Regions from separate parts of the Mus musculus genome. Here all the other regions are linked to region 2. A link is a contact called in public Hi-C data. All regions are on one chromosome and are shown on one strand. The core of a region is the stretch at or near the end of the contact, and the rest is flanking DNA. Distances in the headings are between cores, read along the strand shown. Region 1 overlaps Kcnq5 (potassium voltage-gated channel, subfamily Q, member 5). Region 2 holds the start of Kcnq5 (potassium voltage-gated channel, subfamily Q, member 5). Region 3 overlaps Kcnq5 (potassium voltage-gated channel, subfamily Q, member 5).

Region 1 (3,129 bases), core at 243-2,742, 180 kb before region 2:
AGAGAGAGAGAGAGAGAGAGAGAGAGAGAGAGAGAGAGAGGCAGAGAGAAAGAGAGAGAGAGAGAGAGAGAGAGAGAGAGAGAGAGAGAGAGAGAGTATGTGCACATGAGTGTGAGGAGGGAGAGACACAGAGGGATATGCTCACACCCATGTAGAAGCCAGAGGACAAGTTTCTAGAGTTGACACTTTCTTGCCACCATGTTGGTTCTAGAGATCAAATTCAGGCAGATGGGCTTTGTGGCAAGCGCTTTGACCCACTGAGCCATTACACTAGTCCCTTGATGAGTTTAAAAAAAAATAAGTGTGTCATTATTAAACTAGAATTTTTCAGTTTGATTCAAGTAAGTGGGAAGATACCTTTTCATCACTTAACTATTATTTGTGATAATACAATAAAAATTTTGTTGTATAGCATTTGAATACAATTTTATTTCCAAGATAAAATCATATATATCTGTTCCTGTATGTGGAAATACAGATACTTTTTTAAGTGTAACTGATATTAGTGATTAGATATACACATAAACACACTAGAAGAAACTGGACAATAGAATAACTATTATTCTGTATCTCTGAGGCCCGTGAGATGTCGGTACCCAATTCCTATTGGTATTACGTAAGGGATGTTGTAGGGAGATTCGATTTCACTCCTCTCTGAAGGCACTGTGAGAGTGTGGATTCTTTCTTAGCAGGAACTCTTATAGAGACCATCCTTGGTCCATTTCTCCGATATCACCAAGACAATGATGACAGATATAAGGTAATTCACCACTGAAAAGACCGGCCAACCTCACAAAGCAACATCGTAAAAAGACTTACCACCCCTGGGATTCTCCTGAAAACTGTTTCTGAGCTGTTTGGAGACCATGCAGATGGCTACAGTAGGCTGAATATGTCAAAGGTTTTATAGAGCTTGGACAATTTAATTATGTCCTTGATGTCGTGTTTGCCCGTTTGCCTAGCGAGGTCCTGCTTCTCACTCCTGTTTTTCAGCTTACTCCCCTGGCATGCACTGCAGCCTCTCTGGCCACTGCCAGCCTGTTGAAGTGCCCGGTTCTTACAGTACTACCTAAAACCCACTGTTTTCTTAAACCGCAAAGTGAAGTTGTCCACTTGTAAGAGAATTTTACAATTAAGATAATTCTTCTCATTCTTCTTGCTGCCCAACATGATGATTAAAATGTGCTCTGGCTGTCACTTTTCTTTGTTCACTCCATGTTCCCTCTGTAATCTATTACAGCATGTCTTTGATTCTTGATCCTGTTCTGGTCTCAGCAAAGGTTACACAGTTTCATTTTAGCTTCCAAATTTGTCATTGCTCCTCAGGCTCCAAGTGTATTTGTGACATTGACGGTTTTGCATAGTCTTTCCATTTTAACAGTTTCTCTCCCCTCCCCCAATGCCGTACTTCGGCATATTCACCTCATCTCTGCCTGTTCACTGTGTGGTCTTGGTTTGTAAGGGAGATGTTCAAGGAAATGACTTTAACCCTCAGTCATCAAAGACTTCCCCTTGCAGTGATTTCAAGGCTTTAGTCATCTCCTGTGTGTGAATGCTCTCTCCACCAAGAGGCTGTCACGAATTCTAATGCTGAAGATCCTGCCTGCACTTTCAACATAACACGTCCCTAGTTAAACTCCACATCTTCCTGTCAATCCAACCCTTCTCTCTTGGCCACCTGGCAGTGCTAATGGTACCAGAATGAGGCATATCAATTTTGTCTCTCGCACTAGATTTCCAATTTCTCAGCTCATTGCCAAATGGTTCAACACTCCCATTAATAGCATCCATCATTAAATTTGCTGATCCATTTTAATTATTGTGTCCTCATGAAGCTTTACTCAAACGGCTGATCAGCTCTTCAGTGTCTTCTCACCACTTCCTTTTATCAAACTAAACTGCATGCAAAGTTTCCCACATTTCTTGAATAGTCCTACACCACAGCCTTTGCTTGAGTCTTCTCTGCCCACAAGGCCAAAGAAACCTGAGTCTGACTGACTGCTTTTCCCCTTCTTTGTTGGCTCATCAAATCGCACATCTCTCCCGTGGTGTTTATGAAAGTGTGCTTTTAATCCTTGTAGTATCTGTTCATTTTTGATCTCTTCCAGGGAGACCAAAACATGCACATGCCAGGTGCATGGTGGACTGGCTTGGGGTTTAGAGTCCCACAAGCATGCCCTTTGTCACCTGACAGGCCCTGTATGCTCCTTGGGAAACAAAAGCAGTTCAAGGGCAGTTGAGATGGCTCAGTGGGCAAATGTGTTAGGCATGAAATCCAGACCACCTGAGTTTGAGTCCTCGAGTCCCTGCAAAAAGTCAGATGCAGCAGCGTGCATTTATAATGCAAGGACCCCTAGCATGTGATGTGAGGCAGAGAAAGGAGAATCTCCTGACTCTAGGAGGCAGCTGAGTGGAGTACACAGACCTTCAAGAAAGACTCTGCCTCAAAACAAAATGGAAGGCGAGAACTGATCCATAAAAGTTATCGTCTGACCCATTTTGGCATGTGTATAAATTTATACACACTCACAAACACACCATCACTGATGATGATGATGACATGACAACAACGATGATGATGATTTAAACATTTGTCTAATTATGTTTTGCATTAGAACTCCAGGCATTGCATGCGTTTTAAAATTCATGACACTAAATTGAATCCTTTACTTCCTCCCAATGGTCCACTTCTCCCCTTTTCCACAAACACTTCCCTGACAGATATTTGATTTGTTTCCTGAATTCACTTGAAAAAACCCTGTGTGCAAATTGATGTGAAATTATGAACAGCACACTAAATTGGTTCCTACTTAAAAACTCCAATTAAGGGTTCTATTCTGTCAAATTTCCTTCCACCTAAAACTCAAAAGTAAGAACATTCTTGAAAAGAACACACACAGAAACAAATGAGAAAAAGTTCCTCTTATAGTCATCGTGATTTTTACTGCTGAGGGTCCTTTCCACCTTGTTAATTAATGACAAGACAAAGGGCAGAGGTAGCACCCAGATACTCGTGTGTACCACACAACTGAACAACTAGGCTTAAAATAAAAATTGATCGAGAGAGAGGGGGGGGGGGAGGGAGAGAGAGAGAGAGAGAGAGAGAGAGAGAGAGAGAGAGAGAGAATT
Region 2 (2,834 bases), core at 320-2,819:
TCTCGGCGCCATAAGTGTCAACTAAACACACTGCTTGCTTCAGGTCACAGCTGGCCCCTGTGCATTTCCACTACAGCACCTCTGGCCATGTTCCTGAACCCCAGTTCTCCACTTTCAGCTGGCACTGCCTGCCACAGAGCTTGGGTAGCCCTCTAGACTCTGACCACCTCTATGTGGCAATGACTACTACGTGCACTGACAGATTTTCCGTTGATGACAGCTGTGATGGTGGCCAGGCGTGTTTCCGGGCGCGCTTACAACCTAGTCTCTCTCTCTCTCCATCACGTAGCAGCTTCCTCTGCTTGACCCCAGAGCTGACTGTGGACCCACTCTTAACCTTCTCCTCGCCACTCCATCCCACCCGGTCATGCCCTCCCAGTCTCTCCAGTCTCGGGATGGTGCACAACCTCCCGGAGCTATCCCCAGCTCCTGGGCGCCCCACTCAGTTAACTTTCCGCATATCAGGACCTAATCGCTCCCGATTATCTGAGTCGCCTAAGTCCGGCTTCTGCCTTCAATCACCCAGGTACCTGGAACTGACCCGTTAGTCCCTTGGGTGCTTTGGGGCAAAAGGGCTCTATGTGAACCAGAGCGAGAGGTGGGACGAGAGAGATTGAGGGCTCCAGAGGGCCGATGGCAACACGTGCAAAGAAATAAAAACCACCACGTGTGTGTAGCTCTGCGTGTGAGCGCGCACGCGTTTCCGCGCCTAAGGCCAGGGCGCGGGCGCCAAGTGCGCCCCGGGGCTCCCCAACAGAGGGCATGGCTAGGGGCACACGGGGTCGGAAGTGGGGGCGCGGGTACTCACACGAACGCGTGGTAGACGAACGCCCAGCCGCGGGGTCGCTCCAGCACGTTGTACAGATAGTTCTGCACCCGCCGGTACTTGACGTTGCGCCGACAGCTCTGGCTGCTGGTGTAGGAGAGCGGCTTCCCCAGCAGGCTCATTCGGGCCCCCTGCTTGCCCCGGCGGCTCTCTCTCAAGCCGCCGCCGCCTCCGCCGAGCGCCGCCGCGCGGGTGCCGAGCAACAGCAGGCCGTCGCCCCTGGCGGCCGCCGAGTTCAGCAGCACCCTGCCGCGGCCGGACTCCACATCCTTCATGCCGCTGCCCGGGCGCCCCCCACCCGCGCCTGCCGCCGCCGCCGCGCCGCTCCTCACCCAGAGCCCGGCGGCACCGCCCTCCTCTCCTCCCGCGTGGTGGCGGGGCATGGCATCACCACGGGCACCGCGAGGGGGGCGCTGGCGCCTGCGGCGGGGGCAGCGGCTTCATGTGCGCGGGCAGGTCTGCAGGAGGAAACCCGCAGCCGACGGGGCGCCCCGGGGGGGCGGACTAGCCTAGAGTCGGGGCTCCGGGCGGGGGCGGCGGGGTGTGCGGAGCAGGCCCGGGGAGGTCCGGATTTCTGCCGCTTCCAATTCCAAATCCGGACCTGTTGGGGGCGTCACTTTGTGAGGTGTCCCTCGCTTTCCTTTAGTCTGGTGGCTGCCACTCCCTCCTCCCCGAGGAGTGTCGGCACACGGGACTGAGGGTGTGCGGGATGCCCGGAGGCACGCTCGCACGCGTGCACACCCAGCAGGGTTCGAGTCTGTCTGTCCCCTGCACCCCGGCAGAATACCGGCTTGACCCTAAGTCGGTCTCCCAGGATGAGTTTGGTTCGGTTCTTCCTGGGACTCGGAGCTGTCCGGAGGGCGAAGTCTGCCTCTTGAATAAACTGGACGAGCGGGTCTCTGGGCTTCTCCCGCTGCTATGCCGCGCCTGGTCCTGCCATCCTCGGGTGATGGGTGTGGGCAGGAAAGGTTCTGTCCTACCCTCCAGGTTTTGGCTAGCCTAGGAGCGAGCCAGCGGGGGCTAAGCTTCTGGCAGTGGCGCTTGGGTTCCCGCGCTGGGGACCAGCCCACCGCAGTTCAATGGACACACCCGGAGAGAGCCAGGCAGGGACCCAGCAGCTTCCCGCGACTCAATCCAGCCTGCAGGCTGTGACTTTCCATCCTAGCCTCAGACAACAAGCCTGCGAGTCGCAGAACATCCTTCCCATCCCCAGGGGTGGGGTGTGGGGAGGGCGTAAAACTCCAAAGTAGCTCCTTCGTGGTGAGGGAGCTCCTCCTGACAGAGCAGCCTGGGAAAAGGAGCCCACTTCTCTCCTTCCAGAAATTTCCATGTAAGTGAAAGAAAGTCATAAAACTGCTTAAATCTCCGCCGCGACTGTGGCGTCCCCAGGGAGTTCGAGAGGGATCATGGAGGATAGTGAGTCCAGGACCTGCCTCTCAGACAGGATGCTGTAACTTACAATGTTAGAGAAAAGGGAACCACTGACTGCATCCCCCACCACCTCTGGAAAATGGGCGCCCCAAAGCCCATCTCTTCTCTTGGATGAGAGTGAGATTATGGTGCTGCTGGCTCAGAACTCCGCCTTTCAAAAATATTGTTAGCAATTAAACAACAGATTCAGCGATGGGGAAACTGAGAGGACACCAGGATTGGGAACTCCTTCTAATAGAGCAGCCTTCCTCCCAAATATTTAAAAAAAAAAAAGTAATAATCGCCAAGTTCAACTGAACTATGCTTTCAACACAAAGTCATGGTAGTCAGTAGCAAAGTGGCCATCCCTGAGCCTTTTTTCACTTCCATGAATACCAGCCAACACTAAGGCAAAAATCTTATCTTGGTTGTCTCACCCATAGCAGATAATACTCTACCAACACACCCACACATACACCCCGTGCATACACCCACGCCCACAGACAGCTGCTTTCTACAGTCAGAACGTCAGCTAAGAGTTTTACTTTTATTTTTATCGTTATTGTTTTGTGAAGACCTCTTCCTGGTTCTTACTCAG
Region 3 (3,187 bases), core at 510-3,009, 250 kb before region 2:
ACTTTAAAATATAAGATTAATTGAATGTGACTCATATTTAAAGACCAGTAACTACCTACAGATATTTTCTATACAAAGCAATCATTCATGTACCTCCTCAAGGCGTGAAAAAATTGAAACCTATAGATCACATGAAAGAGTAAGTCACAGAGAATAACTTATGCTGTTTAGAGAAGAAGAACATCAGGACAGATGATTCCTAAATAGTTGTGTAATCATAGACATAGTGTAAAGTTCAAAAGAATTATACAGAAGAGAAGTAAACATAAGACTTAACATTTCACCTGAGATATTTCCTTTGTTAAAAATTCTCAGTTGCACCAAAAAGTTGAAAATTCTTTGTGGCCAATAAGCACATAGATGACTATAATATTATCCATTATATTTTTCTTCCTAATCGATTAATATCTCTCTCAAGAAACTACTTGAATAAATACTCTTGCAGAACCCAAGAGACCAATAGAAATAGTAAATTGGACATAACTTCAGATATTCTCCATTTAGGTTAACCATGAATTTGATTGTTGAGCAATTAAAATTATACAATCGTAATTTTCCTTTAATACAAAAAAAAAAAAAAACCCTGCGGATGGAGATACCATGATGCCTCACATATGAGCAACTTGACATTCATGGTAGTTCTTCTAGAGAAAGGGACAAAATGAAGTGATTTGGGGGAAGACAGTGGCTGAACCATGCTGTTCCAAGAAAATGCGAAAGTAAACTGTAAAATTTGGGAGTGAAAACTACAATATGGACAAAAATCTTCCCCGAAATAAAACCAAAGTGAAATGAGATCAATGATTTTATTCATGGAGAGAACAGGAACAAGTACTTAAGTACTTTAAATACTTCAGCAAAAACTAGTACGGTCATGGTATTCTGCATGCAAACATAGAAATACACCCCCCTTGCACAATTAATGTATGCTTGCAAAACATAAAGGAAAAGTCATTATAAGGTGGAGGGTGTTCTTTTCTTGTCACATAGACTGGCATACTATTTGACAGTTACTGTGAGTACTGGCATAATTATAATCACAAAAAATGGTTGAGGAAAGGTAAGGTAAACCTTTAAAAAACATACATTACTGAGTAAAATACTAGGTTAAATTAATAGTGGTGGCAGAATCATAATATATGTGATATATATACATATACATGTATATCACAAAACCAAGGCTGTATAGCCATTTCTGACTTTACAATGATTCTTTTGAAATGGGCTCTTCATGGAGTTTTGAGCTATATCACTTTAAATAATTCACCCATAAAATATGGTTCTCAGTGTCTTTGGCGGAACTTATAAAGATGAAATTCAACTCTATCCAAGACTTTCTATCAGTGAAGATATTCTAAGAGATTCCCAGGGAATTCCAAAACCTGATTCCCTCAATATTTTTATTTTTGAAATAGAACCAAAAGAATTGTGCATAGCAGCATTTAAAGGTGGTTGTATAAGGTGTGCACAGCACTTCTTTTGTAGGAAATTGATTTTCTATTACATATATATATATATATATATATATATATATATATATATATATATATATATAGTCAATTTACCTTTTCCAGTAATCTTTTAAATACAGATGCTTCAGAGGAGTGTGATGCATTATATGGGGGATTTTGCATCCTGCTCATTAGTGGGCTAGACTTAGGTTCTTCAGCACAGTGAAAAAGAAGGTGGCTGACACACTGGAGCTCTGTGAAACAGAGGTGATGTGGCCACTCGGTAATGTTATTACTCAGCTGACCCAAGGCTGGCTGCTTCATTTCCTTTCCACGGAATCACTTCCTATTAGACTTGAGAATGAACAGACATTCCTGGTTTGATTCTGGTAATTTCATCATTTGAGAAGAAAATCAGTTTCCTAGGAAAAGTATCATTTGTGCAATTATTAAATCACTCACAATTCATACTTAGGCTGCTAGTCTACCAAGCTCATGAAAGTATTTCTTACTATGCCTACAATTTCCTGCCCTTTTAACTCTAAGGTATTTGATATACTTTTATTCTTCTGCAGAGATAAGTGAGGTCACTTTATCACATTTTCCTCAATAAATAAGTAACACAGTGTCTATCTACCTTTGCTAATAATTTGATAATAAGATTTATAATTTGTTCTCTATGAAAGAAAAAACCATGATATTCCTCTATTTTCTATGAAGAATACAGTGAGGTAAATTATTTTTGATAGTATTAGAATATCTGTCCTTATGTATTATGTATTCTCATTTTAAATTATAAATTATGATTATAATTCTGAGAGTATTATATTAGTCAGAATTAATACATTAAATATATCATTTGAATTTAGGTTTATTTTCATACAAGTAGCTTTCATCCCAAGACTGACTTTAAGGTCTATATATTTTTAAGCTCTGCTCATTATCATGGTTATATTCTCTTTTATTAACTCTTAATATCAACAAAATTCTAAATGATATGTGTATACATATAAAAACATATATACACAAACGAATGCATATGTACATATTCAGATATCATGCATATATATATATATATATACACACATGCACACACACATGCACCCACAGCTACATATATACATATACAGACATATATACATATATATACACACACGCACACACAGCTACATATACACGGGTTGGTTGAGAAAAATGTAAAAATGTGTGTATGTGTCTACTTAATTGCTATTTTAATATGTGTCTCATCTGAAGGACCTGAGCTCATCCCATTACTTAGGAAGAAATTATTATTATTTTTAATGTAGTAAAACACTATTCCTTTTGAGAGTCCTGTAAATGTAATTGAATGCTAAGAAAGCTACTAACATGATTAAGGAGAAAGGACGGGTTGGCTTTCCTAAGCCAGTTAAAACCATGGTTCTGGCCACTCCACTCAGTAATAAATCACGCCTGCAATCTGGAAGCAGAAATACCCTGCAAGCATTTCTATCTTTTCCTGCTCATAAAAGCTTGGGGACTCGACCAGAGTAGCCTTTCTGATGAGAACAAATGCAGTCTCACTCAGACTGCTAACTTCGTAACTGGTTTGCCTAGCAGAATCTAAGGTTTGGGCTTGTTTTGTTGTGAAATCTGGGGCAATGTCATGGCAGGTGCAACATAATTAATTCTAAATGATGTTAATTATTATTTAATCCAAATAAAGAAAGAACATACTTTGCAAGCTCTGATAAGAG

Evidence for each region. A called contact is a pair of places that touch in the nucleus more often than the background predicts.
Region 1: a Hi-C map of Th2 cells shows a contact between it and region 2, with 2.5 times the contacts expected there. The contact joins the enhancer-like site here to the promoter of Kcnq5 in region 2. A contact is called at or near these places in 4 of 39 promoter capture datasets (the C10 cell line, hippocampal neurons and liver), 1 of 15 datasets of contacts at CTCF or cohesin (pro-B cells), 3 of 484 Hi-C or Micro-C datasets (Th1 cells, Th2 cells and cortical neurons), 3 of 115 datasets of contacts at active chromatin or transcription factors (Th17 cells, large pre-B cells and neural progenitor cells) and 2 of 9 other capture datasets (adipose tissue and liver).
Region 3: a contact with region 2 is called in a Hi-C map of the N1E-115 cell line, with 10 times the contacts expected there. The contact joins the enhancer-like site here to the promoter of Kcnq5 in region 2. A contact is called at or near these places in 2 of 39 promoter capture datasets (the C10 cell line and hippocampal neurons), 1 of 15 datasets of contacts at CTCF or cohesin (pro-B cells), 2 of 484 Hi-C or Micro-C datasets (the N1E-115 cell line and cerebellar granule neurons), 3 of 115 datasets of contacts at active chromatin or transcription factors (craniofacial prominence, neural progenitor cells and trophoblast stem cells) and 1 of 9 other capture datasets (adipose tissue).

Annotation. Positions count from the first base shown.
Region 1 is chr1:21,779,504-21,782,632 of GRCm38.p6, forward strand. All of the region lies in intron 1 of Kcnq5 (potassium voltage-gated channel, subfamily Q, member 5), which reads right to left. Among named protein-coding and RNA genes, the nearest start is that of Kcnq5, 180 kb to the right of the region's middle. Within about 2 kb of position 1,493, at least 16 of the 459 cell types and tissues checked have an H3K27ac peak or open chromatin away from gene starts, as enhancers often do. A contact at or near this core is called in Th1 cells, Th17 cells and Th2 cells, where this site is marked.
Region 2 is chr1:21,960,373-21,963,206 of GRCm38.p6, forward strand. Kcnq5 (potassium voltage-gated channel, subfamily Q, member 5) reads right to left here and starts at 1,570. Exons shown (of 14, transcript NM_023872.3): 1 at 809-1,570. The coding sequence starts at 1,209.
Region 3 is chr1:21,711,157-21,714,343 of GRCm38.p6, forward strand. The region is part of intron 1 of Kcnq5 (potassium voltage-gated channel, subfamily Q, member 5); the gene reads right to left. Among named protein-coding and RNA genes, the nearest start is that of Kcnq5, 250 kb to the right of the region's middle. Within about 2 kb of position 1,760, at least 2 of the 459 cell types and tissues checked have an H3K27ac peak or open chromatin away from gene starts, as enhancers often do. A contact at or near this core is called in the N1E-115 cell line, where this site is marked.